Regions from separate parts of the Sus scrofa genome. Here region 2 is linked to region 1. A link is a contact called in public HiChIP or PLAC-seq data. All regions are on one chromosome and are shown on one strand. Each heading gives the region's core, a stretch centred on a gene start, on an enhancer-like site or on the middle of the called end of the contact. The rest is flanking DNA. Distances are from core to core; before and after follow the strand shown.

Region 1 (6,001 bases), core at 1,736-4,235:
TTGATGATGGCATGCAGCCGCTTGATGTGGTATCTCAGTTCCCAGACCAGGAAATGAACCCGGGCTGCAGCGTCCTGATGACTGGACCACCAGGGAACTCTGAAAGTGTGTTCTCATTCCCTTCCCATTATCACTTAAAAGATGGCTTACAACTCTATGCCCTCTGTCCTTTTGAAGAATGCTGTGCCCTGAAACGCTAGCCACATGCCCCTACAACTTGAGGGGAAGCCTGCACTGCCCTGGCACTTCACGCGTCCATTTCTACTGTATTGGGTGTTCCCAGAGGGGAAGCCCCTTTACTGGGGGCATCAGACCTCCTTTGGGGTCAGAACATGGCTTGTTCCAGATGCAGCTGCAGGGAAAGTTGGGAGTTTCCTGGAGGTCTAGTGGTTAAGACTTGGTGCTTTCACGGCTGCTGCCTGGGTTCAATCCCCGGCCTGGGAACCAAGATCCCACATCAGGCCACGGCAGGCCACGGCCGAAAACAAAAACAACCACCACAGTAAGCCCAGTAGGAAGAGTGAATGAGTTCAAGTGGAACGAGGCTTGTGGCCCAGCATGGCAGTCCACCACAACGGGGAGCTGCACCAAGTGGGGAAGCGCCACCGCTGCCGCAGTCAGCATCCCCCACATTCGCAGGGCTCCCACGTGGTCTTCGCTTGTTCAGTATTTAGATGTCTTGTGGGTAAGTGTTTGCTAGGCCTTGTGAGGTACAAGGGTGATTCTAGCCCTCAGGTGTGTCTGCCCTAAGCTGGCAGCACCTGCTTCCCTGAAGTCCCAGCTTCCTGTCTCAAGGTTAGGATAAGGGGCCACCTGGTGGGCCTGCAGTCATTGTCAACATTTGCCGGTATCCTTCCTGTCTCCTCCCAAAGGGTGACTTGTTTGTTTAAACCATATCGTTCCATCCGAGTGTCTTAGTGTATAGTGGCACCGGTTTCCATTTTCACGATTACAAATAACACCATCAAGTGCAGCTCAGCACATACACCTTTTTCTGTATTGGGGAACATTTTCTTCAGAAAACAATCACTAGGAGTTCCCATTGTAGCTCAGAACCCAACTAGTATCCATGATGAAGAGCGTTCAATCCCTGGCCTCCATCAGTGGGTTAAGGATCCAGCATTGCCACAAGCTGTGGTGCAGGTTGCAGATGTGGCTCAGATCTGGTGTTACTGTGGCTGTGGTGTAGGCTGGCAGCTGTAGCTCCAATTCGACCCCTAGCCTGGGAATTTCCAACCCTAAAAAGACCAAAGAAAACCCCTGATGTGGAACTACTGGGTCCAAGAGAGACTCACCAGGGCCTGCCTCACCCATTCCTTGAATCGAAAGACATCGGCACTGCAGTTCTCATTGCGGTGTCCGTAAGGATGCAGCTCCTACCCCTGGCCCCGCTCAGTTGCTGTGTGCTGTGGTACAGATTGCAGAGGCAGCTCAGATCTGGCGTTGCTGCGGCTGCAGCTCCAAGTGGACCCCTAGCCTGGGAACTTCTATAGGCCACAGTTGCAGCCCTAAAAAGGAAAAAAAACAAAAAACAAAAAACAACCCCAAAACACCAGATGTAGATACTAATCTGGCCTTTCTGCTGCTTGTTTTTCTGGCCTACGCCTTTTTTGTGCTGCCTGACTGATGTTGCACAACTTAATAACTGCCAGGAGACTTCCTGAGCTCTCTGCCACTTAGAGGCCCCAGGCCTGGGGCAAACTGGGCAGTTCAAGGATGGCAGAGAGGTGTAAGAAGAGGGTGGAGGTAAACGGGGCTGGAGCTTGTTGGCAGAGTTTGGATTTTACTCAGTATGTCATAGGAAGACTTCAGTGTCATAAAGTTTCTGTGTTAAGAATGTGACTCCGCTGATGTGGGCAAGTGTGGAAGTGAGGAGGCAAGAGAAGTGAATGGAAAGGTCGATTTGGGGGAGTTCCAGGCCTGGCTTAGTGCTTACCGAATCGGACCAGGAACTCTGAGGTTGCGGGTTGGATCCCTGGCCTCGCTCCGTGGGTTAAGGATCTGGCGTTGCCGTGAGCTGTGGTGTAGATCGCAGACGCGGCTCGGATTCCGAGTCGCTGTGGTTTTTGTGCAGGCCGGCGGCTGCAGCTCCGATTCGACCCCTAGCCTGGGAACCTCCATATGCCGCGGGTGCGGCCCTAAAAAAGACCCCCCCCAAAAAAAAAATCGATTTGGACGGCTTTCAGGATGAAATAGCACATACAGATGTACCAGGCACTCAGTATACGGCAGAATACCTCCTGTTATAAGGAGTGTTAGCGAAGGGTGACGAGCAGGTCTCCCCTCCCTCGGAGTCAAAGAACGGGTCGAAACTGGACCGGAAGGGAAGTGAGTAGAAGTTGGTACAACTGCCCATTCAAGGCATTGTTTGCAGGTGATTCTGGGAGGGGCTGGACAATGGCTGTGACACTTCGGCGATTGGGGAGGTAGGAAGCAAGTCACATCTCTGCACCGCGCGGTCCCTAACAGTGGTTCAGGGGTCGGCGGCCTCTGGGACAACTCCCACCAGCTCCCTCTTTCGCTTGTTCTTTGACGAGAACAATTGCGTTTCCCCAATCTTACGTGAAGCTCCAGGCAAAGTCAGCCGCCAAACTAGTCCCCGCATCCGTTTACCGCAGCACCTGTCGGCGCACTAGCCACTACCTGAAGCGCTGGCGGGCAGGCCCCGCCCCCGCGTCTCGGCCCCGCCCCTGCTGGGCGGTGGAGGCTTCCGGCTCCGCGGTGCAAGCTCCGCCCACAGCTCTCGGAGCACCCGCGTATGGGCTGGCACTCGGGACTCCGCCCTCAGTAGGCGGAGCCTCCGCTGGGAGCTCTGGAGCCTCCGCCCACTGCTGTCATTCGGGCCCTGCCCCTCGTGGGCGGAGCCTCTGCGCAGCGCTCTGAGCGCACGCGCGGCCTGCCCAGCCCGCAGCTCCGACCCACCGGCGCCCACGTCCTCCCGGGAGCGCGCGCGCCGGTGCGGGTGCGTGCGTGAGCGTGCGTGAGCGTGCGCGCCCTCGCCGCCTCTGCCGGTGCTGCTCCCGCGCCCTCTGCCGCTGCCCCCGCCGCCGACTCCGTCGCCGCCGCCGCCGCTGCCGCCGCCGCCGCCGCCGCCGCCGCCGCCGCCGCCGCCGCCGGGTCCCGAGGCGCAGCCCCGGCTGAGGAGCGCGTCGGCCGGCTGCCCAGCAGCGCTGCGCAGGGAGGAGCAGAGCCGCGGAGCCGGCGGGCGGGCGGGCGCGCGGACAGGTGAGCTCGCGGCGGGCCCGCGGCATCGCGTCAGGCCGGGCGGGGGCCTCGCGGTGACTGGGGGCGGGATGTGGAGGCGGCTGGAGGAGGGCGGGGGCGCAGGGGGGCGCGACGCGGGCTGGGGGGCCGCGCGCCCGTAGCCGGAAATGGCGGCGACCCCCTCCCTCCTTGTTTCCCTCCCTCCCCGCTCGGGGCGGGGGGCGGCGGCCGGGCCGGAGAGGCGCCGGGAGGCCCAGGGCGCGCGCCGTGGCCAGGCCGCCGGGCCCGCGCTGTGGTCGGCCAGACCTGACCGGCGGCGGCGGCGGCGAGGGCCCAGGGCCCGGCGTGTGCGCCGGGCGCCCACCGCCCTGGGGAGGGGCTTTCCTGTCCAGGGGGCCGCGGGGGGCAGAGCCGCCGGATGCAGCAGCCACGTAACCTGTCCCCGGGTCACGCTTGGAGCTCGGCGAAGTGAGCTTTGTTCCTTGACGCGCTGTAAATTAATCTCGGGGGTGTGAATCGTCGGCCTGGTAAGAAAGAAGTGTTTTCTCTGCGTCGCAAGGACATTATTTGGAGCATCGCTGTGTATTGTCTTGCGGAGACAGTGTCGGGAGCTCTTCCCTTCAGGTTCTAACTTGTTCGTGTTGAGAGGCTGGATTAAGGAGCCCCTTTTTCATGTGCCTGAGACGATTTATCGGAGTGCATTTGGTTGTGCCACACAGGAAGGGAAGCAAAAGTTTCAGTTTTATTTTGATTTTCGTGTTGAGGTTTGATAAGGAGACATTTTAACCAGCCGGTCGTAGCCTAATGGGTGCCGTGCTGGACACCTCTGTCTGTTTACAAACTATCTTAATGACAAAACAAGTGTACTGGCCCGTCTGTGACTTGGTTGCCTAAAGGCAAAGCTCTGAGATTTTATGTTTATTCTCTTGCTCCTCTCTTGTTCAGTGTTGTCGTGAGTGTCAGCATCGTGTCATCTGTCAAATGAGAGGTGACGCTATGAGGCAGGACTTAAGGGCTTTGGGAAACTTTATAACTGAGAGCCAGCAGCTCTCCTTTGACCTGTCAGGACTCTGGGACCCCGGGCACCTCTGGGGGCCTGTGGCCAAACCAAGGGCTGTAGGAGCCGCTCTGGCTGTGGGGCAGGTGCCTCCACTAGCCCTGGGATCTGAGGGTCGTGTGTGTTGCGCCTGTTCCCCTTGGCCGTGGCGAAAGCAGACCACCTGGGCATCTGTGGTGAGCAGACGCTTAGGTCTGCATGTGGAGGAGACAGCCTTGCTGAGGGACCTCGGCTCTGGAGCCTGTGGCCTTGGGTGGGCACCTTTGTTGGGGAGGGACGCCCCTTGCCACCCTCTGACCCCCACCGCCATGGCCTCTTGGCCATTCTCTCAACAGACTCATGTGCTCTGTCCTCGGATCTGCCCGGATCCCTCACTTCCTCACTCTTAGGCCCAGTGAGGGCAGGCCTTCCCTATCTTACCTAGAATTCCAGCTCGCCACCTCCGGTTTCCTGATTCCCTTTCCTGTTTAATTTCCCACAGCACTTAATTCTTCTGAAGTCTCTTTAGTACGTTTGTTACGCGTAATCCTTTACTGTGGGGTAAGGTCCACAGGGTGGCTGTTTGGTGCGAAGAACAGTTCCTGGCACACACTCTGTGCCCGGTAAACACTGGTCGAATGAAGGAGAGTGATGAGCTTAGCAGCAGCTCTGCAGCACAGCGACCTTGTCACTGGGAAGTCGTTGTGGGTGAGTGCTGAATAGTTGGGCGCTGGGTGCTGAGGGAGGTCCGTGGCAAGTCAGCTCCCTCTCAGGAGAGGACAGCCAGTCCAGAGGCAGGGCGCAGAGGTGATCTGTGCGGGACTTCCCTGTAAATCTTTTTGCCACTTTTAGTCTCGAGTTTGCTCAGAACCAAAAGGTTTTGTCTGATCTGCCACTATAACGATGCTTTTAGAAGTTTTGTCTTTGCCGCCCCCCGCCCCAGGTAAAGCCCACATGCTGTTCATTTGTTGATGAAGTGGCGTGAGATGCAGTAAACTGTTCGAGTCACAGGGAAGTGAGCCGTTCCTGACCCTCGGCTCGCTCTCTGCTGTGAGGCTGTTGTGAGCACACTGAATCCTGCTTTGTGACTAAAGGACTTGAGTCGTTTGCAGAATCTTCACGCAGAGTGAGTTTATTTTCTTGGTTTTCGTTCGTTCTGTCAGTGCACTGGGTCTCTCTCAGCCCTTTTTGTTCTTGAGTGCCCCTCGCTCACACAGGATGGGTGCTCTGTGCTCAGTCCCAGACCTAGAACTTGAGGTCAGGCCTCCGCACTGGCTCCTGGGCTGACCACCCGCCTGACAGGATGCTGATGGTGCCTCTCCAGGGCTCCGGCCTGAGATGCCTGCATTGGTCCTGGGCTGGAGTGAATGCTCCACAGGTGTTTGTTGAATCAGTGACTAAAGCGCAGTGAGGCTGGGGTAAGGGGACAAGGTGGGATTTATCTAAGGTGAGACTTTGTCTCTCTATTTAAAATGATCACATGATGTGGAGTTCCCCGTTGTGGCGCAGAGGAAATGAATCTGACTAGTAAGCATGAGGTTGCAGGTTCGATCCCTGGCCTCGCTCAGTGGGTTAAGGATCTGGTGTTGCTGTGAGCTGTAGTGTAGGTCGCAGACGTGGGTGGTTCAGATCCCGCGTTGCTGTGGCTGTGGTGCAGGCTGGCAGCTGTAGCTCCCATTGGACCCCTAGCCTGGGAACCTCCATATGCCTTGGGTGCAGCCCTTAAAAAAAAAAAAAAAAAGACAATAAAATAAAATGAGG
Region 2 (6,001 bases), core at 2,224-4,723, 140 kb after region 1:
CCCCGCCGGGCTGCGGAAACCGCTGCGGGCCGAGAGGCTTGCCGCAGGGCGGGTGTGCCCGGCGGGAGGCAGGGGCAGCGGGGGGGGGGGGGGGGGGGGGGGTGCGTCCTGCTCCCGCAGTGGTCCCTTCAGCTCAGCGTCCGAGGGCACCTGCAGGCGCGAGGGGCGCTCAAATCCCAGCCAGGCGAGCAGCCCCCGCAAGGAGCCCGCAGGCCGAGCCTGCGCGGGCGATGAGCGGGGCGGCCAATCAGGGTCCAGGAGGCAGCTTTGAACACCTCCCGCCTCCGCCCAGGTGAGGGCCCACAGGCCCAGGGCGCACCCTTGCACGTCTGCCGCGAGGACCTCCTGAAAGGACCTCCTGAAACCGCGCCGCTGCCGCCATGGGCCGCTGAGAGGCTCACGGCTTGGTTTCACATTATTTTCTCATTTAATTAGCATCATCCCAGCTGACCCCACCATCCCTCTGCTCTTGGCCTTTTAATGACTGTTTGGTCCCTGTTAGCCTCTTGGGGTCTCCTACGGCAGGGGAGGAGGGGGGTCCTCTGGCACAGGCCTTGTAGCGGGTCACCAGGCAGGCAGCATCTGGGTCCCAGCCCCTGGCCAGGTGCTGTGCTCAGAGGTGCCAGCCCGAGATAAGACCGAGGGTCCCCGTGCCTCCAGAGCCTGGGCATGCAGAGGCCCCTGCCCTGACCCCAGTCTGGGGGTGAGGTGTAGGACCTCGTGGGGCCCTGGCCCCTCCCCACCTGTCTGGCTTCCCCTGAGATCATGGTGGGGGGCTCAAACTGGGTCCCACAGGCTTCCAGCAAACAGACGGGGAAGCGGTGGCCCCACTGCATATGCCTTCCTTCAGGGGTCAAGTTTCTAGGGAAAGGAAGGGGTGTGGCAACCTCTGAGGTCTGGTAGCTGTACCCCAGACGGGCTGTGACTTCCCCAGGCAGAGCCGCTCTTCCTCCTCTGAACCCCCACCCACTGTGAGTGGGGGCAGGGCCCCCCTGCCCCTGCCCCCAGCACCCGGAGACTCCACTCCTCTGGGCTGCCTTCTCCAACTCCGCTTGAACTGAGGAGGGCCCGGCCGAGCGTGCAGGGGCCCAGAGGATAGGGAGGCAGTCCCTTCCGTCTGGGTTGCAGGCCTGGGACCTGGCTCCCAGAGCCCTCCTCAAGGCTGGCTGGGGCCACCTGTGCCCCTGGGGCACCTGCTCTCTTCCCTGGTGGGGCTACAGCATCTGAACTGGGGTTCCTGCCCCTCATTCTGGCATTTGGGAGGGGAGTCCTTCCCCTCCCGAAGCCCCTCCAGGCTTCCGCCCCTGAGTCTGGGATGGGAGAAGCCGGACAGGCAATGAGGCTGGCCTCTGGGGACACAAGCTCCCTTGGGAGCAGCTGCTGCTCTGCTCCACAGAAGGAAAAGAACGTCCCCGAGCCCGCCCAGTCCAAAAAAAGCATAAGAAAATGTGACAATCCCGAGAAAAAATGCCATAACCTTTGGGGGGGGGTTGACCGAGGGGCTCCATTACCTTCGTCTCATCCTCCTCGGTGCCCTTCCTGTCTGCGGCCCCTGGCACTGGACTCGTGGGAAAGTCCCAGCCAGGCTCCTCCGAGGCAGGCCGGGTCATCCTGGCCTTGGTGACCCTTGCCCAGGCCCACCTCTGCAATGGTGGGGCAACGCACTTCACTTCTCTCTCTCTCTCTCTCTCTCTCTCCCTCTCTGCTGGTAGGGTCCGGCCTGGAGAAGTCCGCCCCTTCCTCCAGCTTCTGACGCCCCCACCCCTACCTCAAGGAACGGGCCACGCGCCCCACTCACCAGCGACCCAAAGGCGAGGTGGGGGCGGGAGGGGCCAGGTTCGCTCTGGGCCCCACCCTGGCTGCCGAAGGGGCGTGCACTGCAGCAGCAGGACTCAAGTCAGACGGCAGGAGGTCCTCCCGCGCGTTCCGGAGGGAGGCTGGCTCCAGGAGCCCCCGATCGGCTCGGGCCGGGGGCGCAGCGCCTCCCCTGCGACTCGCAGGGTTGAGAGGCTGCCAGATCCAACCGGGTGGGGGCGGGGGCAGACCGGGTGTCCCGCCTCGGCCCCTCCCCACCGGGCAGAGGGGGGGAGGCGGGAGACGCGGAAACCTGGGTTCTTCCGGCCCCCCCCTTTGAGCAATCACTTCCCCAGGCTTTGAGCTGCAGAAAAAGGGGAACCCGGTTGCAACGCCCCCTCCCCCACGCGCGGGGACCGGCCCCAGTCTCTCCGCGGCCCAGGGTCCACGTGGACCCCGGGGCGGGAGTCCTTGGGGTGCTGATCCGGGCGCGGGTTTCCCAGGCTCCCGCCCCGCACGGCCCCGGGGGCCCCGGGCGGGAGGGGCAGGGCCGCGGTCTCGGCGCCGCGCGCGCGCACACTCACCCGCCGCGCTCCCGAGCCGCTCGCGCCGCAGCCGCCGGCCAGCGCGCTCCGAGGTCCGGCCGGATCGTCGGGGAGCGGGCGCAGGGTGCAGTGCGCAGGCGCCTCGGCCGCACTTCCCCAAAGCGCGGGGCCGGGACTTCCTCGCGCGGGGAGGTGCCCGGCCCGGCCCGGCCCGCCCCGCCCGGCGCGCCCCGCCCCGCCCCGCGCTCGGCCGGCTCCGCGCCCCCCCCACAGCCCGGCGCGCGGCGCCCCCCCCCCCGCCCTCCCCGTGGCTGGGGGTGGCCGGGGGAGACGAGGTGCTGATGAGGGGGCCTCCGGCGTAGCTGGGGGTGTGGCCGTGCCCCCAGCTCGGCTCAGCGGAGCGGGTCCAGCTTTGCCGGTGCTGTGGGGCGTCCACGAGACTCCGGGGTCCCCCCAGGCCTCCTGCCCCGCTCGAGGAAGGGAGGGGCCGCCGGAAAGCACTGTCCGGCGGTCACTCCGGCCCGGCCCTCGCCTCTGACACTGGGTGTCCTCACCTGTGAACTGTCACGGGGCTGGAGGGGCCCTTCCCAAGGAAGGGGGTTCCCTGTCGCGGTGCCAGTGGGGACTGGGGGCACCGGTTCTTCTGCTGGGGGGATCCGAGGGGCCTGGCGGAGTCTCTTTCAATCCCTCCAGTTGCCCCAGGAGGTTCTGAAGTTTAAAGCCACACCCTCCCCTTTGCCACGAATGTCTGTCCCTTCTCTTGGGCCAACTCCCCTCCTGTTTTATGACCCCGTACAGCTGGGAGTTAAATTCCTTATCCCAGCATGCTTCAGGCTGGTGTCTGGGTGGCCCTGACCCCACTCTGGAAGTGGTCTGCAGACGGTCCGAGGCCAGGGGGACTCCGACCGAGTGCAGCTCCTGTCCCACTGCAGGCCCTCAGCCTGGCGCCCGGGGGCCCTGAGCAAACGCTGCGTTCCAGTTGCACGTTTACCTGCTCACGTTTTTCAGAGCACTTGGGGGTCTAAAGGGAAGCCCGATGTGCTGCTGATCCATCCGTCAAGTCTCTGGGTGCCCCCTTCGTGTCAGGCGGTGGGACCTGGTGGTGAGCAGGACAGACCAGCCCTGGAGTAGACAAGAAGTGGACTCGCAGACTGGGTGAGAGGTAAGGAGGGCTAAGGAGAGCCATAGCACAGGAGAGAGCTGCAGGAGTCCTGCATCCTGCTCAACAGAGGACGGAGCTGGAGCCCGAAGTACAGCAGGGCAGGGGCCTGGGAGGCCCAAAGCCCAGCTGCAGGAGAGTGCGGGGCCGGGGTCCTGGAGGCTGGGTGCCTCTTGAGGCTGTGAGCCTGGCTGATGGGACCAGGGAACCGCCTGGCTGCCACACTGACTGGCTGGCCAGGGCAGAGGCCAGAAGCCTGCCCAGAGGGGAGGTGGCTGCTTTTCTTTTTTTTGGTCTTTTTAGGGCGGCGCCTTCGGCATATGCAAGTTCCCAGGCTAGGGGTCGAATCAGAGCTGCAGCTGCTGGCTGACACCACAGCCACAGCAACTCCAGATCTGAGCTTTGTCTTCGACGTGCACCAGAGCTGACAGCAACCCACTGAGTGAGGCCAGGGATCGAACCTGTGTCCTCATGGATACTAGTCGGGTTCATTACCGCTGAGCCACAACCGGAACTCCTGAGGTGGCTGCTTCTTCTTTTTTCTTTTCTTTTCTTTCTTTTTTCTTTTTTTGTCTTTTTGCCTTTTCTAGGGCCGCTCCTGCGGCATATGGAGGTTCCTAGGCTAGGGGACGAATCGGAGCTGTAGCTGACAGCCTATGCCAGAGCCACAGCAACGTGGGATCCGAGTGCATCTGTGACCTACACTACAGCTCATAGCAATGCCAGATCCTTAATCCACTGAGCAAGGCCAGGGATCAAACCCACAACTCATGGTTCCCAGCCAGATTCCTTTCTGCTATGTCACAAAGGGAACTCCTGTGGCTGCTTCTTATTCAGCCTGGATAACAGTCCTGGGCAGTAGGACTACGATGTCAGGCCAGCGCTAAGTCAAGGTCACATAGCTATGCTGATTCTGCGGCGAAGGTGCCCCATGTGGCATCGCCACCCGCCTCCTGAGACCCGTGGGGCAGCTGGACGTGGGTGGGGTCAGCACACTCCTCTAGCATCTTGGGCCCCTCCTTGCACCCCCCTGCCCGCCCCCCTCCTTCCCAGTCCTCCCTACACTGTCCTTCCTCTGGCTGCTCTCCCATGTCTGCTGGCCACTTGGGTCTCTCCATCCCCCAGCCTCGGCCCCTCTGGGTCCTCTGTGCTCCCTCTGGAGAGTCTGCCGTATTCCGAGAGAAGAACCAAGTGGGCCCGGCAGGGGCTCATTCAAGGCTCTGCAGCAGGTACTGCTGGAGATGGCCTTCGGACCCAGGTTTGGGCGTGAGCTCCCCGCCCTGAGGATCTGCCCGATCCCGCACAGCCCCCAGTACACTGGGCTGTGGCCTACGTGCTTTGCCTTCCCAGAGCGGAAGCCTCCTCCGGGCCCTGCAGAAATGCCTTCCGCCACTTTCCCAGGACTTCCCTGCAGACCGAGGCGCCTTTGTGGGGCTTCATTCCTGGTACAGAGCAGGCTGTGAGGCCACCCTCTTGCCTGCTCTAGTGACCCCTCTCTTATGGAGCACTCGCAGTGTGGGGGCCAGGTGTGCCAAGTAGGATATTAGAACCTCTTTTTTTTTTTTTTTTTTTCTGCTTTTCTTAGGGCCACACCCTTGGCATATGGAGGTTCCCAGGCTAGGGGTTGAATCGGAGCTGTAGCCGCCGGCCTACACCACGGCCACAGCCACGCCAGATCTGAGCTGTGTCTTCGACCTACACCACAGCTCACGGCAATGATAGATCCTAACCCATTGAGCGAGGCCAGGGACCAAACCCGCAACCCCATGGTTCCTAGTCGGATTCATTTCCGCTGGGCCACGATGGAAACTCCCTAGAACCTCCTTTTTAAAGAGAAAGAAATGGAGGCGCAGAGAAATTATGGAATAAAACGGGCTTTTACTAGACAGAGGACACTGTCTTGCGCTCAGGACACACCCTCAGCGCTGGGGTTCAGACTGCCGGGCGCTCAACCGGGGGAGCCAGAGCCGGCTGTCGCCTTGTGCATGTCAGTGGGTAAGTGGACAGAGAGACTGCCTCCCCTCCCCTCTCTTGCTGTCCCCGACCCAAGCCACCCTCTCTCCCCATTTCTTGCTTCCTTCCCTCCCTGCCCGAACCTCCTTCCTCCACAAAGAGCTCTCCCCTCGCTCCTGGAGCTTCCACAGACTCCAGCTCCACACACAGCCCTGGGCTCGGATCGATGCCAAGGGTGCAACAGCCCAGAAGAGGCGAAGGTTCCTATGCAGGCGGGGGACGGGCTTGCTGAGGACACAGGGCTCAGGTCCCTGTCCTGAGCCAGGTTAGGGGGGCGCTGGCTGCCCCTCAGCATGCTTCCTTGCTGGACCCAGCTTTGCCCTCTGCTCGTAGAGGCAGCTCTGCTCCCCACTTCTCCTGGTGGGTGGAGGGCCCTATCTGAGCCCCTTCCCCGACCCCCCGCCCCAGGCTGGGAGGGAGGAAGAGAGAGACGCTTCTAAGAGAAACCCCAGGCTCTGCAAAGAGCCTTGTCAGGGAGAGATTCTGAAGG

Evidence for each region. HiChIP or PLAC-seq counts read pairs in DNA pulled down with a chosen protein or histone mark.
Region 2: a contact with region 1 is called in an H3K27ac HiChIP or PLAC-seq map of alveolar macrophages. The contact joins the promoter of RGS19 here to the promoter of DNAJC5 in region 1. A contact is called at or near these places in 2 of 47 Hi-C or Micro-C datasets (embryonic fibroblasts and retroperitoneal adipose tissue) and 1 of 2 datasets of contacts at active chromatin or transcription factors (alveolar macrophages).

Annotation. Positions count from the first base shown.
Region 1 is chr17:62,751,645-62,757,645 of Sscrofa11.1, forward strand. It overlaps DNAJC5 (dnaJ homolog subfamily C member 5), which reads left to right and starts at 2,986. Exons shown (of 6, transcript XR_002339937.1): 1 at 2,986-3,225.
Region 2 is chr17:62,892,676-62,898,676 of Sscrofa11.1, forward strand. It overlaps RGS19 (regulator of G-protein signaling 19), which reads right to left and starts at 3,474. Exons shown (of 6, transcript XM_021077657.1): 1 at 3,331-3,474.